Linked DNA regions of Sus scrofa: region 1 is linked to region 2. The links are chromatin contacts, called in public HiChIP or PLAC-seq maps. All regions are on one chromosome and are shown on one strand. Each heading gives the region's core, a stretch centred on a gene start, on an enhancer-like site or on the middle of the called end of the contact. The rest is flanking DNA. Distances are from core to core; before and after follow the strand shown. Region 1 holds the start of SPSB1 (SPRY domain-containing SOCS box protein 1). Region 2 holds the start of H6PD (GDH/6PGL endoplasmic bifunctional protein).

The links. HiChIP or PLAC-seq counts read pairs in DNA pulled down with a chosen protein or histone mark.
Region 1: a contact with region 2 is called in an H3K27ac HiChIP or PLAC-seq map of alveolar macrophages. The contact joins the promoter of SPSB1 here to the promoter of H6PD in region 2. A contact is called at or near these places in 1 of 47 Hi-C or Micro-C datasets (embryonic fibroblasts) and 1 of 2 datasets of contacts at active chromatin or transcription factors (alveolar macrophages).

Annotation. Positions count from the first base shown.
Region 1 is chr6:69,717,140-69,722,132 of Sscrofa11.1, reverse strand. SPSB1 (SPRY domain-containing SOCS box protein 1) reads right to left here and starts at 1,595. Exons shown (of 5, transcript XR_002344884.1): 1 at 1,580-1,595; 2 at 1,170-1,321.
Region 2 is chr6:69,664,572-69,669,471 of Sscrofa11.1, reverse strand. It overlaps H6PD (GDH/6PGL endoplasmic bifunctional protein), which reads right to left and starts at 3,124. Exons shown (of 5, transcript XM_021095286.1): 1 at 2,782-3,124. The coding sequence starts at 2,786.

The DNA of each region.
Region 1 (4,993 bases), core at 346-2,845, 54 kb before region 2:
CAAGGGAGGCAAGTCCAGTTAAGCAGCTCAGGAGCCAAGTTAAGCAGATCTCAGGAGCCAGCGGCCCCCGTGCCAGGTTACCATGGACCGTACACACACACACACACACACACACTCACTCTCTCTCTCCTCTCACGGAGACTCACACACAGATGCATTCAGAAATGCACACTAACTCACACAAAGACACACACGTGCACTCAGAGACACACAGACAATTGCACAGACACACGGAAGCCCTCAGACATATTCACATACACTGTCACACGTATTCACGCACACACACAGAGATGGACTCGCAGACACACACAGCCCCCTCACGTACAGGCACCAGCACACCCCACACTCAACCCACACCAACTGCAGTCTCTCCCTACAGACCAAGGCCCCCGGACCACCCTTAACGTTCCCAGGAGCTTTTGCCTTGAACTTGAACAGGACAGTTACCGCCGACAGACCCAGGCTGCTCTGCTTTTTCTGTTTTAATCTTATTTCCTGACAGCGCACTCGGCTCCCCCTGGGTTGCCGGGAGAAGCCGCGGCGGCTCCGGGGCGGCGGGGAGGGCGGCGCCGCCCGGGGTGTTGCCCGGCGGGCTTCCCGGGGGAGGCGCCGCGGGCAGAGCTGGGGAGCCCCGAGGGGGCCCTTCGGGCCGCGCTGCAGACCCGGGTCCGGGCGGGCGGGAAAAACGAAAGTAACTTCGTGGCGCGGGGTCGCGCTGCCCCCGTGCGGAAGGGCCAGTCGGCGCCCCCGCCTCGGCCGCAAGGATGGTCGCGGGACCGGAGGCCCCAGGGCGTCCCCGCACCCAGAGGTCGGAGGGGGCCGCCGCGCGTCCCGGGCCCCCTTTCTGAGTCTGCAACCTCCGAAACTCAACCCCGGGGGCGACGGTCGCCGGGGCCGCCGGGACTCGCGCCCCGTCTCGCCCCCGCAGGTGGGACTGGGGGCCGTGCGACCTGTCCGTGCCTGCAGCGGCGGGAGCGGTGCTGGGCGGCGCCTCGACCCCCCTCCCGGCACCCACGGCGAAAGAAGGGCTCCCCGCGCACCCCACCTGGTCCCCAGCCGGGACCCTACCCTGTCTCCAGTGCCCGCTCGATCCCCAAGTCCGCTTGCAGATCCCGCGCGCATTCGGCCGAACCCCGACCCACCCAGTCCCCGTGCCCGGGCCTGCCTACCGCTCCGAGGAGGCCGCCGCCGCCGCCAGCTCTCCGGGGCCGAGGAGGCTCCCGCCGCCGGGAGGGAAGTCGCCTCCTTCCCGCGGCCCGGGCGCCAGCGCTTGGAACCTGGTTCCTGCTGCGAGCGCGCGCAGGCTGCCCGAGCGCGACTTCTGTGCAAAAAAGAAAAAGCAACCGAAGCCTTTAAAGTGGAAAAAAAAAAAAAAAAAGCGCCGGGGCGGGGCCGCCCCGCCCCCGCCCCGCCCCCTGCTCCGGGCCGCCCCGCCCCCTGCTCGGGCTCCAGCGGCAGCTCCGGGCTCTGTGCTTGGCAGGGGCGGCAGCGGGGCGCCGGGCGGACTGCGGGTCACGTGCCCGGCGATGGCTCCACCGCCCCCGCTCCCGCCCCTCCTCCGCCCGGGCAGCCTCCCTACCCCCAGGCCATCCGCGCGCTCGGGGCCGAAGCTGAGCGGCCGCGCCAGGCAGCGCCGGAGCTGTGGTCCCTCCGCAGACGTCTTTGGGAAACGCTGGGCAGCCCCCGCTGGGCAAGAGCCCGAGTTGCAACACCAGGAGGGCCGCGGCCGTGCCGCCCCGAGTGGAGGCGGGGGGCTTACTAATAATAATTTTTCAATTCTCTTGGGAGGGTCGGGGTTGTTTCGGTAACCTCTGGAGCAAGGCCTTGCTTGCCTCATCTGAAATTCCCAGCAGTTTGGAGTTCCGTAATTTTAGGACACAGGAGAGGAGTTCGTGGGCCGGCAGAGAATCCAAGGACTCCCCGCCCTGTCCGAGCCACCCCCTGCCCCCACCATGCATTTCCGTCTTGGTACCCACAGGGACACTGGGCTTGGGACGCCCAGACCCTTGGGATCCTGGCACCTCTACACCCGCAGCTCGTCCTCGGCTCTGGGCACGAAGCTGGAGGCGGTCTGCTCCAGGAATGTTTGTTGAATGAGAGAATGAATGAATGAATGAGCGATTAAGGGGAAGGTATCCATCCCCCACCCCCCTCCACCAAGACGTCTCCAGATAAGTGTCCTGTGGCTCTAGCTCATCAAAGGGCTTTTCCTCCCCCGCCCCCAACAGAACAGTCACTTGCACCCTAGAACTGGGACGATTTTAAAGAAAAAACGTTTTAAAGATAAAAACCTCTTTACATTCTTCCACCCCTTGTGTGTCCTGTCCACTGCAGGGAATGGGGAATTAACATTATTGGAGGGAGTTCCCACTGTGGTTCAGCAGGTTAAGAACCCAGCTAGCATCCATGAGGATGCAGGTTCGATCCCTGGCCTCTCTCATTGGGTTAAGGATCCAGCGGTGCTGCAAGCTGTGCCATAGGTAGGGGGTGCAGCTCAGATCCCGCATTGCTGTGGCTGTGGCTTAGGCCAGCGTCTACGGCTCCCATCTGATCCCTAACCTGGGAACTTCCATAGGCAGCATGGGTGGCCATAAAAAGACAAAAAACAAAAACAAACAAATGAAAACATTAGTGGAGAAGTTATTTCATCCTTACCATCACTCTCTAAGGGCAGTTGTAAAGGTGAGGCAGCAGTTACTGGCCAAAGGTCCCGCTGTAGCAGAGCGTGGAGCCCAGCTAGACTCTGAAATCCCAACGTTTGTTTTGGTCTTCTTACCTCACTGGGCTGAAAATCACTTTTGTTTTGGATTTAAAAATTACTGAGGCTCACGGGCAAGATGGGTCTGCGTTCTGGACTCAGGTGAACTCCCCCGGTTTGAGTTGTCTAGGATATTGAACCCCAGCCCGGCAGGGGGGCCGCTGCTGAGCCCCTGCCGGGCCTTCCTGGGACAGCTCCTTCCCCCAGAGACTCTGCTTTGGCTCCTCTCTGAAGTACCTAGATAACAGTATCTGATGCAGAGTTCTTGAGAGGTGAAAATCGCCCTCAGCAGAGGGAGGAGGTGATTGTGAGCACAAAGGTCCCCAAGCCTCCTGGAGCCTGAGGGTTGATCACATTCCTCTCTGTGACTCCGCCCTGTTACCTTACCATCAGCCAATCAGAGGTCCCTGCATGAGCCCATCACTTACCCCCTGCCACCTGCCTCTCCCTGGCTTGGCTTTGTTGTGGTTGTCCTTGTTTTGTCTATTCTAGGGCCACACATGGAGGTTCCCAGGATAGAGGTCTAATCAGAGCTGTAGCCACCGGCCTACACCACAGCTCACGGCAACGCCGGCTCCTTAACCCACTGAGCGAGGCCAGGGATCGAACCCGAAACCTCAAGGTTTCTAGTTGGATTCATTAACCACTGCGCCACGATGGGAACTCCTCCCTCTCTTGGCTTTTAAAAATGCTTTACGGGGAGTTCCCGTCGTGGCGCAGTGGTTAACGAATCTGACTAGGAACCATGAGGTGGCCGGTTCAATCCCTGGCCTCACACAGTGGGTTAAGGATCCGGCGTTGCTGTGAGCTCTGGTGTAGGTCGCAGACACAGCTCGGATACGACATTTCTGCCTGGCGTAGGCTGGCGGCTACAGTTCTGATTAGACCCCTAGCCAGGGAACCTCCATATGCTGCAGGTGTGGCCCTAGAAAAGCCACACACACACAAAATGTTTTACGGTTTTGTTAATTGGGGAGTTTGGGGCACGAGTCCCTATCTCCTTTCACGGCTCTGCAACAAACCTTTCTCTGCCTCAAACTCTGACATTTCGCTGCTTTTGGCCTCAGTGTGCCTGGGGCACAGGATCTTGCGCTAACACCAGCACCTCCCCCCGGCGCTGGGGCGGGGGAGGGGGCTTTGCATTTAAAAAGAGCACTAGACTCCCTTTAGCTCCTTGGCAGTTTGAGAACTGCTAGTTGTCTCAGAGGGAAAGGGGGCTTGGGAGAAACTGAAAATATCCAAGATGGCAGGAGGGGTGAGTAGCCTAATTCCTGGAAAGCACAGCTGACTCTCTGGCCTCTGTGCTTCATCGCTTTCCCTCCAAAGAATAACCAGAGCTGGTGTGTTACGCAGGAAGTGTGGGCCCTTCACCAGAAGTGGTGGAATGCTGGAGGTTGGGGCTTGGGACTTTGATGCTATCAGCTTTCCTAAGGAGAGCGCCTCCCGGCCTCTGCCCTTAGCCTGGAGGACCTTTGGGGGCACATGGGGCCGACCAAGCATAATTCAACTGGCAGAGTCCATTTGTTTGGGACCAGAGACCCCAACTTGAAAGTGAGGGGCCTGAAACAGACCGTTCCCAGTGAGAAGTTCTGAGCACCCTGCCCCTCCCTCAGCATTAATGGTGACATGGCAGCTCTCATCCAGTTGGGTAATTAGATGCTGCTGACCTAAATTTCCCAGAGGAATCCCTGGGAGTGAGCCTTCCTCTCCTCGGGGACGTGAGCAGGTAGGCGAAAGGATGCGGGGAGCTAGTCCTCCAGCAGTGACCTGGAGCAGTGTTGAGCCATTGCAGAGACCAGATTGTCTGAAAGGGGTGGACCCTTATCTTATCAGCACCGATACTGTTGTTTGTTTCAGAAGATACATAAACTTGTGACATCAGCCGAAAAACATCAGCCGGGAATGTGAAGACTGACTCAAGTCTTAAACTGGGTGTCTGTGTCCCACAGCGGGTGAGTGGGGACGGAGATGGCTCTGGGCCCCTGGTGGTGTCACCTCCGCCCACATTCACACTGCATCACTTGCATTAAGTACCGTTTGTCCACTTCTTTAATCTGTCTCGGGAACCTGATGGGGAGAAATGATTCGCAAATTCACTATCAGCTGCTTTTTTTCTGATGATGAAAAGTCTGTCCAGAGATGTCTTGGACACTTTTTGAGCCTTTAGAGCAGAATCCTGCTGCCCTGACAAGCTCCCTTCTCCTAGGGGTTCCCACTGTCTCTGAGTCCCTTTTG
Region 2 (4,900 bases), core at 1,875-4,374:
CTGCCCATCTCCAGGACCCGAAACAGAGCCTGGCACACGGAGGGCGCACTCTCAACTGCTGCTGAAGGAACAAATAGATTGCACGTGCCCAAGACCACCGTCACCTGTGCATGAGCGGCCAGCGTGTGAGTGACAGCACAAAGGAATACATCTCTACTGGTGACGTCAAGCCCTGTGACCCTGCCCACGGGAGCAGCAGCTCACGACTTAAAACCATACTGTGAATAAGAAATACTGTGCATGGTATTTAGCGAGTCATCAACTACACGCCAAATACTGGGCTGAGAGCTTCAAAGGCAGCACGCCGCTCACTCATTCTTGCCCTGGCATAGCCCCATTTTTCGAATGAGTGGAGGGGAAACTAAGATACAGAGAGAGAAAATAACTTACTGAAGGTCACGCAGCTCACAGGGGATAGGATGTAAATACAGGCGGTCTGCGCACAGCCCTTACTTCCCGCCTCCCTGTAAACGGTGTGAGGACAGCCCCAAATGGCAAACTCAAAGCACTGCTTTGGTGTGGACCCGGATTCTGCTCCCCTCCGCACCTGGGACAACAGGGGTCGAAGCAGTCCCGCCAGCTGGCAGGCAGCTCTGCCCCCTGAAGTCAAGGTGCCCTGGACGCCATCCGCTGGGCATGGCCTGGCTTCCCAGTCCCCTCGAACGGTGATGCACGCGCCTGCCTTCTGACCTGGGGAAGACATTGTGTTTAAGCCAGAGGTGCTTTACTGAAACCTGGAAGGCTCTGCTGGGAGGCGGAGGGACTCGTTCCTGAAATCCGTAGCCACTCAGGAGCGGTGTGGCCTCCACAAATTATTTAACCTCTCCCCGCCCCACCCGCAGAGTGGGAAACAGGCGATAAGCAGCACACGGTGAGATGATCCATATAAAGCCCTTGGCACCGTGCATGGCATTCAGGAAGCACCCAAGAGATGGGAGCCTCTGTCGTTATTAAACCAATAGCATCGAGAAGAAAGTGACTTTTCTCTCGAGCTTTTTGGAACTGCTACAAAGCCAATTAACATCCCACAACAGAAAAAAAAAACAAATGCCAAGGAACACTTCATTGACAGTTTCCTGACCTTCCAGTCATACTGATGGAAAAAATCAAAGGGATATAATGCTGAGATGGTAAAAAAAATCCCCAGCCCAACCCATGAGACGTTTATAGTATGCCCCAAAGATGAAACCTCTCACTTTGCAGCCCTAGGCTTGCCCTTAACGACTCAGGGCCTTTTCTCCAGCTGTAAAATGCACATCACCCACCTCATTTCATTTCATTTCTTTATTTTTGGCTTTGCCAACAGAAATTCCCTGGCCAGGGATAGGACCTGAGCCACAGCCGTGACAGCGCTGAATCCTTCACTGCTAAGCCACCAGGAAACTCAATCCATCTCATTTTAATGTCTGACAAAGCAAACCAACAAACAGATAAACAAACCCAGATCGTGGCTGTGAAAATACTTTGGAGGGCAATGGTGGTAAGAGGTCTCCCAGACAAACAGCCACTTGACTCCCAACTCTGGGCAACAGAAAGCAAAAGCAGACTTTCTGCTCTGTTTCTGGTTTAGGGCCTGGCAGAATCCATGGTGAAATTTATGTATTCCATCCATAAAGTGAGAAGAGGCTGGGCCACAGATGCCCAAAGGCACCTCTTGATTTCCCTTTGTGTACTCACAGAGTTGACCGGTTCCCTTTTATTTATTTATTTATTTATTTTTTGCTTTTTAGGGCCACACCTGCAGCATATGGAGGTTCCCAGGCTAGGGATCCAATCAGAGCTACAGCTGCCGGCCTACGCCACAGCCACAGCAACTCGGGATCCAAGCTGCATTCTCAACCTACTCCACAGCTCACAGCAACACCAGATCCTTAACCTACAGAGCGAGGCCAGGGATCAAACCCACAACCTCACCGTTCCTAGTCAGATTCGTTTCCACTGCACCAGGATGGGAAATGACTGTTTCCCTTTGAAATAACCTAAAACCATCTGACAACACAAGTCACTTAGTGAATTATAGTCTTTGGACAAACAACTTGAATGTCTGCCTGGAGTGGCCATTTGCTGAGCAGTTATGTACCTCAAAGAAACATTTACACAAAATATTGCCTAAAAATGAGCTCTGTTTATGCCAAACACGGAGCATTTTTGTCTCAGGTGCTCCTAAAACTTGCCAAAAGATTAGTTTCATGAGCTCAGAAATTCGATCAGCCATCCGCCACCGTAGAAAAATGTAAAACATGATTTAAAATACTCCTGGTCTACCCAGGTTTCCCTCGTTGGCCAAAGGCCAAACATGAGCCACAGGCTTTGATGAGGGGCACAGGGATGAGTGGGCAAGGAATTTCGGCTTATGATTTTTCCAGAAGTTCTCACTTCCTGCTAAACATTCAAGCTTTGGGTGAGCCGATTTTCAGAGACCCAGAAGGATTTACTTCTGGAAAACCAAAAACCAGAACCGAATTCCAGAAAGCCTAGGAAAAGGGACCTCACTGGGCCCCTGGACCAGCCTTGATGGGGCCTGGCTGCCTCCTGTAGACCTGCCACCCAATAGAGCCGCCACCGCGCTAAGGGATCTGCGGAGGAGGAGGAGAACAATGAATTTATTCTGCGGAAGGAAGGCGGGGAAGGGAATTCGGGCGGGTGGGTGGTGGCTCGGGTGACTCTTCCCAACCATATGCCCGAGGATTTCACCGCCACGCGTGGCCAGCCTCCCGGGCCTGCTGTAAAGACCTCCTTGCGGCCGGAGGAGCGGGAGAGAAAGCGGGGGAGGCAGCTTACTTCATCTCGGCCGTCAGAGCCGCCTGCTTCTCCGGGAAACGTCAGGGGCGGCGCGGGGCTGCGGGCCGAGCTCAGGCCAGGCCAGGGACCCGCGCATGCTCTTCCGCCCGCCGGGCCCGCCCGGACAGGTGCGCGTCACGCGGCTCCGCGCCTGACGCGCGCTCAGGTTTCGCCAGCGCGGCCGGGGGCGGCGAGCGGGGAGGGCGCCCCTTCCCCGCCCAGCCAGAGACGCTTCCTTGTCCGGGGGCGCGGCGGACCCGCAGGGCCTGGGTCTCAGATCGCAGCGGCCTTGGTGCGCGCGCAGGGAGATCCCGGGCCTGGAACGCGCGCGCGCGCACAGGGGGAATCAGGCCAGGGGTGCGCGCAGTGGGCGGGGCCGGGGCGGGCCGCGGGGGCGGAGGCGCGGCGAGGCCACACCCCCTAGCTCTGGGTCGCGGAGGAGGGAGGGGCGGAGACCTCCCAAATGATTCCTTGGTTCGTGTGGATCTTCTGGATTTAAGAGCGAAGTGAGCGGGCCCCTCCTTCCGGCCCTGGTTTCTGCTGCGCATGGTAGAGGCTGCCTTCGGGGACACAAGAGGGCCGAGGGAAATGGTGTCTCGTGGAGTCTGGTTACTGGCTCCCTCCCGTATCTGGCACGAGCTGTGGGACCTGGGACCTGGGGCCTGACCTCCCTGGGCCTCGCTTTTCTCCATCTGTAGAATGAGCGGCTTGGTTCATCCTATTTTCTTTTCTCTCTCTCTATTTTTTTTTTTTTTTTTTTTTTTTGCTTTTTAGGGCCGCACCCCTGGTACATGGAAGTTCCCAGGCTGGGGTCTAATCGGAGCTGCAGTTTCCGGCCTATCTGCCGGCCTACCCCCACAGCCACAGCAGGGCGAGATTCGAGCCGCATCAGCGACCTACACCAGAGCTCAGGGCAACAGCGGGATCCTTAACCCACTGAGCGAGGCCAGGGATGGAACCCACATCCTCATGGATACCAGTCGGGTTGGTTACCACTGAGCCGCATGGAGAACTCCATCATCCTATTATCAATATCCAGACGTAGTGATTTGGGCGCGGGAGAGCCGTCTATGGTCATGTCTCCACCAGACAGCTTCAAATCTCTGCCTACATTCCTGTGACCCTGAAGACACTAACCAGCCATGAGTGCTCAGGAAATGGTAGCTGGCACCTCTGTGGCTTTATCCACAAGACGGTGATGGGAATAAGGCCTCTGTAGTGTGATGGTGAGGTTATACAGGAGGTGACAGGGTCAGCTGCCTCTCTTGGCCCTCGGGAGATGGTACGCTGGTCCTCTCCCCTGGTCCTCACCATGATCACGCTGTACCTCACCTTTGCAACTGTTTTCTCCCAGCCCTGCAGTGCTGTCCGTGACTCCCTGGAGCCCTGGCCATCAGAGAGGCAGCCGCTCCTTCCCACTTCTCAGCAGCAGCTGGGTGACCACAGGTTAAATAAGGCAGGGCCAGAGTTCCCTGGTGGCCTAGCAGGTTAAGGATCTGGTGTTGTCACTGCTGTGGCACGGGTTTGATCCCTGCATGCCACAGGCATCACCAAAATAATATTAATAATAATAATAAATAAGGCAGGGCCACTGCTGCACTGACCGGCCAGACTACCCAGGACCACCTCCTAGACAGAGGTTGGCCCTCCCATCCCCGCTGCTGAGCATCTTAGCACTGTCCCTTCTTCAGACTCCGCCTCCTCCCATCCCAGAGACAGGGGCATGCCTGGTCACCTGTGCCAAAGGGAGCTGGACCACCCAAGAGAGGGCACTCTGATGAGAGAGAGAAAACTTGTAGCAGCTTTTCATTTCATGGACATTCCATTAGAGGTAGGGATGTCAGGAGCTAACAGAAGGAACTTGGCAGTGGCCGGCAGGACTAAGTGGGCCAAAAGGCATGATTACCACACAGGATATTAAGCAAGAAGGTTCCAGGAAGGCTGGGGAGCCAAGGGGGCTGGGCTTCGCTGTCATGAAGGCCGGGGGCCATCTGGGGGCCTGCATGAACTGCTGGGCCTCAGCAAGGGTTTGGCCACTCTGCCTGGGACCCGGGTGGAGAGTTAAGGAACCAGGTACCTGCCGAGCTGCCTCCACAGCTGGCAGTGGGGAGGAGGGTCT